Linked DNA regions of Mus musculus: region 1 is linked to region 2. Evidence: chromatin contacts called from public capture Hi-C data. All regions are on one chromosome and are shown on one strand. Each heading gives the region's core, a stretch centred on a gene start, on an enhancer-like site or on the middle of the called end of the contact. The rest is flanking DNA. Distances are from core to core; before and after follow the strand shown. Region 1 has its middle 33 kb from the start of Gm29857. Region 2 overlaps Ccdc3 (coiled-coil domain containing 3).

Region 1 (4,828 bases), core at 618-3,117, 590 kb after region 2:
GTCAGAGCCCTCCCTGGAGGCTGACCTATTGTGATTTTTAAACTTCCATGTGTATGCATATTTTATATGGTTCCATGTGCATGCAGAAGCCAGAGGTGAGCAATGAATAGCTTCCTCAACTGCTCTGTATCTTCTTTTTGAGGCAGGGTCTCTTACTGAACCTGCAGCTCACCAATTCAGCTACATTAACTAGCCAGCAAACCCTGAGGTGGATTCTCCTGCCCCCATTTTCCCATCACTGGGATTATAGGCATACACTACTCTGCCTGCTTTGTTTGTTTGCTTGCTTGCTTTTGTTTTTTAACTATAGGTGCTTGTGCTTGCCCCTAAGCACTTTGCTCAGTGAAGCACCTCTCCAGCACCTACCTGAGATTTTGAATTGTGATAACGTAAAATTTAATATCTTAACCATTTTAAACACACACAGTTCAATATCATTGTGGTATAGCTAGTCTGCAGAATGTTTCACCTGATAAAACAGACACTCTATACCTGTGAAGCAACTCCTCATTTTTCCCTTCCTTTTTTCCAAAGACTTCAGTTTATGATAGAGTCCCCCTTATGTAGCCCTTGAACTCACTAGTAGCCCAGGCTAAACTCAAACTTCCAATCTTCCTGTCTCTATTTTCCAAGTGCTGGGATGACAGGTATGTACCCCCAAAGCTTGGTTCTTTCTATGGCCATTTAAATCTCTATTGTTCTCTTCCAATTATTTTGTTCTCCAGCTTTGTCTCCACCTCAATCACTGTGGGATATTGTCATTGTCATTATTACATTGTTACATTGTCCCCATCTCAGTCGGTCATTGGGGGAGATCACCATTGCCATTGTTACATTGTCCCCATCTCAGTCGGTCATTGGGGGAGATCACCATTGCCATTGTTACATTGTTCCCATCTCATCAATTTAGGGCGACTCAAACAGGCACTAGTGGGTAAATTTGGAGCCACTTCAGAGAGGAGAGGGCATTTCCTGATGTTCAGTGAGGACCAGCAACTAGACCCGTGCCAGCGTCTTAGCAAATCTAAGAAGGATGGTCACAACCTGCCGACTCTTCGGAACTGACCATTTACAGGGGAAGGTAATCAGTAGCCAAGGCCAGACAGTGTTTATTTATTTGTTTATTCATTCATTTTTGCAGTACTGGGGATTGAACCCAGGGCCTTGGGTATGCTAGGCCAGCCGCAGCCCCCCAGCCAAGCCTATATACTTAGTTAATACACTGACCATAGAGCCTTCATCTGGGGGAGCTAAGGAAAACGAGTCTAGCATGACTTCACATAAAGGGTGGCTCATGAAACATTAGAGGCAGCATGATAAGAAGGTAGTTTAGGTAAGCAGGGTAGCCACAGGGTAGCATGCACTGGGACAGGTGAGGATGTGTTGCGGGAAATATTAAAAACGAACCGGCATGTTCCTGTGCTTGTGCCAGCAACTCTCTGCCCCGGCGGCATGACCAGGCATGCACTGGTGGGCAATGGCTGTCCTTTTTTATCTTGACCTTTTTTTGAAGCACAGGGTCGCTACCATGCCAGCCCTATGCTTCAAAGCCCTCACAGCCTTTGCACATCTGGCAAACCCATGCTTTGCCGCCATACCGTCCTCACTGGAACCCAGTTGAAATGCCATGAGAAGAAAAACACCACACAAACTTAGCTCAGAAACAATGGTAACTCATTCTCTGGGCACAACAACTAAAACCCAATCTTGTAAGCCTTATTAAATTTGATTCCTCCAGTGGCAAATCCTGGCAGATCCACTATGATACCGGGAAACTCTAGCAGTTACATCTTGCCCTTACTCTATTCCCGTTCCAAATGCCCCTACCTCTCTTCTCTTTCTCTTCCGCCATCCAATCCGGAAGTCCCACCTACTCACCCAGTGATTGGCTCCTTTATTCATTAGAGGATTGGTTCACAAGAAGTCACCTGGTATGTGACTCACTCCTTGTCCACAACCCCTCCCAGGAGAATGGAATTAGCATCGAAATACAAATAGCACCAGGCCCATCCACAACAAAGATGGAATGTTCCAGAAGCCAGGCTGTACTGCTCAGAGCTCACTGATGAAGGCTGAGGGATAGATCGGACCAGATGTGGAGAGCTAAGTGAGTGAGGCCCTGGGCTTCATCCCCAGCAACATAAAGAAAAAGAAAAAGAAAAAAAAAATCCAGAGATTAGAAATGTAAGATTATTCCAAGTGAAGGAAGGTCTTTGAAAAGAAAGGCCCTTGAAAACGGAGATCCCCCCCCCCCAAGGGGAAGGAAAAGGAGCTTTCACAGGGCAGGAGTGCAGGCCCGGAGCAGCCACCACGTAATGAAAGCAATGTTCCACCAGGCAACCAAGATCCTCAGCAAGATTCTGAGGGTGGCTAATTGCTATTAAACCAATAAACAGGGAACCATGTTCTTCATCTCCCAGACAAGCCCACGTGGCCTGTTTTACCAATCCTTTGTGGTTTTAAACCATATAAAACAAAGTCTTTCTTTCACCCCAACCATCAACTGGCTTTCCTGCTTCATTTAATCCACAAGTGTTTTCCATTGCTTCACAGAGAAAAACCACCCCACCCTCCCTCCAAAGTAATCTATTTCTAGCTGAAGACCATGGTGTGGCCCCAACATGTCACAGACTGGGTGTTCCAAGACAGCAGCTAAGCTTTCTAGATCATTCTCGAGACTGCTCACCAAGACCTTTCTGAGCTGGGTGAACACTTAGAGGCCACCTTAGGGACCTGGGCAGCGGGCTCCTGAAGTGGTAAACATCCTCATTTATGTCTCTATTTGGAAATATGGACACTTGTACACAGGAGACAGTTGTAGCAATGCACTGAACTTGCAGTGAGTCCCCTGGAGAAAAACTACTGTGGTCCCAAGCCCTGTAGGTCTTGCCTCAATTCTCTTCCACACCAGTCAGCCTCGCAGCTGGGGGTGGAACTCAGTGATTGTACTATTAATGTCAGTTGTCAGCTTGACGCAGCCTAGGGTCACCTGAGATGAAATCCATAGAGGAATTTTCTGGATCCCATTGGCCTGCTGCCATGTGTGTAAGAAAGGTGCAAGAGGCCTGGGAAGACATCTCAATCAGTAAAGAACCTGCTGTGCGAGCTCAAGGACCTGAGTTCAATTCCCAGCACCCCCATAAAGTCAGGTATAGCGGCATGCACTTGTAATTCCAGGACCAGGAGGTGGACAGGGGGATCCTGGGGCTTACCAGTCCAATCTTCAAGCCGCAGATGCCACTGAGAAAGCGTGTCTGTGAGTGAAGAAATGGCTCAGCAGCTAAAACTGCTCCTCTTACAGGAGACACTGGTTCTGATCTCAGCATTCCAATGGTGGCTCACAACCATCTGTAACTCCAGTTCCAGGGCATCTGCCTCTTCTGGCCTCCAAGGGTACTGCATACATATGGTGCATACATAGACAACCAAGCACACACACATATAGATAAAAGCATTTAAGGAAGAAAGAAAGAAAGAAAGAAAGAAAGAAAGAAAGAAAGAAAGAAAGAAAGAAAGAAAGGAAGGGAGAGAGAGAGAGAGAGAGAGAGAGAGAGAGAGAGAGAGAGAGAGAGAAAGAAAGAAAGAAAAAGAAAGAAAGAAAGGAAGGAAGGAAGGAAGGAAGGAAGAAAGAAAGAAAGAAAGAAAGAAAGAAAGAAAGAAAGAAAGAAAGAAAGAAAGAAAGAAAGAAAGAAATCTTGCCATATAAAACACGATGGATGGACTAGAGAAATGACTCAGCGGTTAAGAGCACTGACTGCTCTTCCCAAGGTCCAGAGTTCAAATCCCAGCAACCACATGGTGGCTCACAACCATCTGTAATGAGATCTGACACCCTCTTCTGGTGTGTCTGAAGACAGCTACAGTGTACTTACATATAATAAATAAATAAATGAATAAATAAATAAATAAAACAAAATGGACATTTTCTAAGTAGCAGCACTGCTTTTTGACCTCTGACCTCCACATAAACATGTACACAGGTTCACATACACACATATGAACATGCACAGAGTATAAAATATCATTGAGAAAAATTAAATATTCAAATGCTCATATTTTTCAGTCAGAAGACTAAATTTGTTAAGGTATTCTCAACTTTCTCCAAATCTATCTGTAAATTCAATATTAGCTCTATCAAAATCCTTCCAAACAATTTTTTGTAAAAGTTAGCAAACTTGTCCTAAAGTATAAAAACTTTATCCAAAATAATCGGGGGGGGGAGCAAGTTTGGAATTTTATAGTTTTATCCCACCCAGTATTAGGAGATACTAAATTTTAAGAGAGCATGGTATTTGAGGGAAGATCGGTAAGTAAATCCACGGGACAGAATGCAGAGCACATCTGTTTGTCAGTATGTGTGCATGCCTGCATATAGAACATATAAAATTTATCGCTTGGCTTTCAAAGATGATTCCCAAGTGATTCTGTGCAGAAATTTATTTTGAGAAATTACTCTGGAAGTACTAAACATCCATATAGACAAAAGGTAAGGTCTGATATAAACAATGCTAGACAGCATGTGTTCATTTTTATTTCTTTGGTAACAGCACAAGCTGGAGTCACGGGGACGAGGAGTCTCCTTTGAGGAATTGCTGCCATCAGGTTAATCTGTGGGCAAGCATGTGGGGCACGACAGAAGAATTATTTAAGATGGCTCTTAGACTCCCTACGTCAAAACTAAAATCAAACATCTCTAAGAGAAAGAGAACCCCTGTGCTCATGAGGCCTGCAACCGTCTCTGAGCTAAAAGACAGAAAAGAAGGATCACGTGAGAAAGGACGGTAAGTCCAACACAGCCAACGGCCAAATACGTTTGCTCCAGCTGTAT
Region 2 (4,852 bases), core at 1,284-3,783:
GGTTGGCCTGTGAGCTTCTGAGTGTGACTCTATCTCTGCCTCCTATCTTGATGCACACTACTGTGGATATCTGACTTGATGTGGGTTCTAGGCCCTCATGCGTCTGTGGCAAGTGATCTCCTAACACCACCTCCCCAACTTGATACACACCGTTATTTAACAATGCCATCAGAAAGAGTGTTCTGCATGTGTCTCTCAGGTACATTTGGTCTGAAATATGGTTCATGTCCCTTTGGGCTGTGGCTGGTAGTCCATAGTTGAAATGGGGGACTGACTGTATTATAACCTCTCCTTGAGCCCTAAACACTTGCTTTGTCTGCTCAGGATTAAGATGTTGAGTGCATGTCTTTTTTCTTTTCTTTTTTAAAAAAATTATTGAAAATAGTTTCTTCTCTCATGCTACATCCTGATCACAGTTCCTTCCCTCCAGTCCTCCCAGCTTCCTGAAGCTCCCCTCTGTCCTAGGTTCACCCCCCCTCGCCCCAGACAGGCAACGGCTGCACCTGGAAGCTGGACAGGTCACCTATTGGAAGGAAAGAGTCCAAGAGCAGGCCAACGAGTCAGAGGCTTGCCTTTTTTTTTCTCTTCATGTTGGTCAGAAAAACTTTATTATTTTTACTGATCACTCTCCTTCCAAATGCTGGTTATTAACGTCTTCATGATCTTTGTGTACTCACTGGTAGATTGGTGTGATTCTAAATAAATTTAGATTCTTTCTTCGTCTTATTTATTTTCTTTTTTGTTGTCAAAGAATCATTTTCTTTATATTTAGAATATTTTGTAATTAAATTTTTTTATATATCTTGATCATGTTAGTCCCTTCCCCAGGGCCTTTCTACCTTCCCACCCACCTAACTTTATCCTCTCTCTCTTTTTCTCTGTCTCTCTCTCTCTCTGAACAAAAACAAAAGACAAAACAAACCCCACAAAAATGAAAATTTAAACAAGCAGAAGACCAATGAGACAAAAATATTAAACAAAGAGAAAGTCTACAAACATATTCCTGAGTTTGTTTTGTGTCAACCAGCTAACCTCTCCCAGGATGATTTAGAATGAGGAAGTGGAGGATCACATGAGAAAAGAAAGAAAAGCTCTACCTTCCCTCCTCTCCTCCTCTCCTTCCCTCCTCTCCTCCCCTCCTCTCCTCTCCTCCCCTCCTCTCTTCCCCTCCTCTCCTTTTCTCCTTCCCTCCTCCCTCCTCTCCTCCCCTCCCTTCCTCCCCCTCCTCTCCTCCCCTCCTCTCTTCCCCTCCTCTCCTTTTCTCCTTCCCTCCTCTCCTCCCCTCCCTTCCTCCCCTCCTCTTCTCCTCCCCTTCCTCCTCTTCTCCTCCTCTCTTCTCTTCCCAGTTCCAGGCTTGGGAGAATCAAGTCTCCAGAGATAATCACTTGCTGCTCTTGGTGTGTTCCCTGATGTATTTTGTCTTCAGGCTAGCTACCTTTCCTCATGATTGCAAAAGGACTGTAGCAGTTCCAGGGATAACTCTACACTTAACAAGACCTGAAAAAGAAAGGTATTTTCTCTTCTTTGTGACTTTTATGAAGAACAGCAAATCCGAACAATGTCTTTTTTCATAAGCCACCTTTCTAAAAATGCATCATGGGCCAGAAATGTCACATCTTTGACCCTAAAGGACCTTTGAACCTAAATAATCTTGTTTTTCTTAGACTAATTGCAAGGATAGGCCCTTTTCAAGTAACAGCCTTGAGAAAGAGGGTGGAGCTGAGTTGGGTGGTCAGCCAGGAGAGGAGATAGATGTAAGTCACCAAGTTAATAAGCCTCATGGGACTATGTGATGGGTAGATGTCATGAAACTTAAGTTAATGAGTTAGCTTACATAACCCTTAAATAGTGGGAAGTGCTTTGTAAGAACATTTGCTATTACTCATGGTGATGGTGGTGATGGTGGTTGCGATGATGATGATGATGATGATGGAGTTAAAGGATGGGTACTGTAAGTCTCAGTCTATGGTGTTTGCCTAGCATGCTCAAGTTCCTAGATATGTTAAAAGAAAGGTCATAAAGGTTGCTCATTTGACAAAGGGATTGCCTTACAAGCATAAGGACTGGAACTGGGTCTCTAGAACTCATGTCAAACATCCCAGCAAGGTGGCTTGCACCTGCAATCCTAGCCCTGGGAAAGATGGAGGACAGGTGGCTGCCCAGCCAGCCAGCTTAGCTTATGAGGCAAGTCCCAGTCTTGGGAAAGGCCCAGGCCCAGAAGACCCCAAAAGGGGGGTGACATGTAAGTGACACCTGGAGTAGTCCTCTGGTGTCTACGAGCATGTGTGTGCATATGTGTACTTGCATACACAGAGAGGAAGGAGAAGGAGCGGCTCCCCAGGGCCTCTGCTTCTCTTCAAACATTCTCTTCTACTAGCTAAAGCTAGTGGCTTAGGGCTAGGGGAGAAGGGGAGGGAAAGTGCACACTGTGGACAACACTCCATTTTCTGCGTGCCTTCATGTATTCAACATAGCGCCTGTCAGAAACCACACAAGAGTGGTAGCAGTCCCAGCCATAAAAGGAAGAGAAGAAAACTGGCTTTTAAAAAAGCTGTTAGCTTGAACTAAAAATAATCCTCCCAGCCTGTGCCTGATACTCAAGAAAAACTGTGCACTGTAAATCCTGAATGAATTTTGAAGACCCCCCTCCCCCCACCGTTGTGTCTGTGTATCTGATTGTGTGTGTGTGTAGGTTGGGACTTCAATTGTTTGTTCTGGTCACTTCATGTTGCGTTTTAAAATCTAACAGTAGGATGGATGCAGGTCCTAGAAAGAAAAAAGAAACGCAGTTCTAAGTGTAAAGCCATTTCTCAGGAATGCATTAGCCAAAGGGACTTTGGGGATTCCCAATTCTGTGTATTTTTTAATGGCACACAGCACATTTGAGGCGGAAATTGTTATATCAAATACACCAGTTGTGGGAAACTAAAGAAGGAACGGAGAAGTACCAATGCTCACCCTTGCAGCTCTGCTTTCATTCTTAAACATCTGTTTTATATGTAGATGTCTGTGAGCGTGCAGGAAGCCACAGGGTGGGGCCAGGTCCTCTAGAATTGGAGTTCCAAGAAGTTGGGGGCCACTCACCACCTAATGAGGGTGCTGGGAACTGAACCTGGGGGTCCTTTGCAAGAGCAGCAGGTGATCTTAGCCTCTGAGCCAGCTCTCCAGCCTCTTGGCTTTTGCTCAAGTTTGGCTTTGCATCTCCTCAAAGAGTGACATTTGTGTTATTGACAATCACCCTCTATAAAACTCACTGTGTACCACCCTCTCTGTTTAGGACTTGGCATACACACATCTAAATACTGATCTCTTTATCTGAGGTTTAGATTTTCTTCCACGCCTACCCTTTGGGAAAAGGTTCGAAGGGGGTTTCCTGACATTTGCAGATTTTTCTTTGAAGTTCAGGTTGGCAGCAGGCTATTTGGAAGCTTCATGAAGCAGCTGATTATCACAAATCTGAATCAGCAAGGGGAGGGGTGTGGTGGGTGGAAATGCCTATTTCATCTGATTACTGGGACATGTTTTTTTTTTTTTTTTTCTGATCCACTCCCCCCACCCCCAACCCTTGAATGAGCCTGAGCTCTGTTGACCTTCTCTTGCTTTCAGTGCCTTCCTTTGGAAACCAATCTAACAGGATCTCACTGTCTACACCTATTGAGGAAGAGGCTGAAGACACACAGAGACAGGATCCATTTGTGCCGTGGTCCATGGCCCTGGGGAATAAAGTATAGAAAGAAAAACAATACTCCAAAGTGTTGATGCAAAATCTTGATGTGGGATGACCATTTATATAAATACTTGGGCAATGTTGCACTGCAACTAGAATACATTAATACTGATGGAGTCATTTTCTTCTCTACTTTAAGGCTCTTTGGATTCCATTTTTATTTGGTTTTAGAGAGAAATAGCTGGTCTGGGGCACTGAGCTAGTCTATCTGCTTTTTCCTTTCCAGACAAAGACTTGGGAAGTGCCCATTTGGTAGCAGGCAATGGTAAGATTGGGATGTGAGATTTTCTCCTGATCCCCGTGGCATGTGTTCTCCTCTCACAGAAAATGAAGCTGGTGTTTGCCAGGGCCTAAGTGACTTTCACCCCCCCCACCCCCCCACCCCCCCATGATGAGGCCCAATCAGGGTTGGTATTTCTGAGGCTCTAAGTTTGTGATTGCAGTAATTGTGTATGGAGCTATGCCTGGATGTAGGTGCTCTACAAGCACCTTCAAAGATGCTCAGGTTGCTAAGGGAGTCTTTCTTTCCAGGCATCTCGTCCATTATTAGGCTCATCTATACTACCATGGACCTTCTTTCTCACCCACTGCACTGGATATCATTCATTAAGAATACCAGCCCAGGCTGCAAAGGAAGGGAAGCCAAGGTCACTGTGATATCAGCCCTTGAGTTTACAGAGCTCTTTATAATCTCTGGACTCCGCTCCATCTATTATCTGGCCATGGCTCTGTCTATGAGAATGGTGAAACATTTGGTAATTAGCATCAGGTCACCTATAAGTCAGGGACTGTGCTGAGGGATAATAAAGTTCTTTTACTTATTGTTCACAGTATTCCTACTGTTTAAATGTTTTACTTTGCATTTTTGCATGTACTGAGGCAGCTGTGTGAAGCTTGGAAGACAACCTTCAAGACTTGATTCTCTCCTTCTTCTGTGGCTTCTTGGGATGGACCTCAGGTTGCAGGCTTGCATGGCGAGCACTTTTACCGGCCTAGCCATGTTGCTAGCCCATATTCCTGCTCTACTGTCTTGTAAAAGAGTGGAGGGTGAAGCTGGAGAGATGGCTCAGTGGTTAAGAGCACTGGCTGCTCTGATCTTCTCAGAGGTCCTGAGTTCAGTTCCCA

The links. Capture Hi-C pulls out chosen DNA fragments and counts their contacts.
Region 1: a capture Hi-C map of embryonic stem cells shows a contact between it and region 2, with 4 times the contacts expected there. The contact joins two enhancer-like sites. A contact is called at or near these places in 1 of 15 datasets of contacts at CTCF or cohesin (the NIH/3T3 cell line) and 1 of 9 other capture datasets (embryonic stem cells).

Annotation. Positions count from the first base shown.
Region 1 is chr2:5,758,889-5,763,716 of GRCm38.p6, forward strand. No RefSeq gene overlaps it. Among named protein-coding and RNA genes, the nearest start is that of Gm29857, 33 kb to the left of the region's middle. Within about 2 kb of position 1,868, at least 8 of the 459 cell types and tissues checked have an H3K27ac peak or open chromatin away from gene starts, as enhancers often do. A contact at or near this core is called in embryonic stem cells, where this site is marked.
Region 2 is chr2:5,168,513-5,173,364 of GRCm38.p6, forward strand. The region is part of intron 2 of Ccdc3 (coiled-coil domain containing 3); the gene reads left to right. Among named protein-coding and RNA genes, the nearest start is that of Ccdc3, 33 kb to the left of the region's middle. Within about 2 kb of position 2,534, at least 20 of the 459 cell types and tissues checked have an H3K27ac peak or open chromatin away from gene starts, as enhancers often do. A contact at or near this core is called in embryonic stem cells, where this site is marked.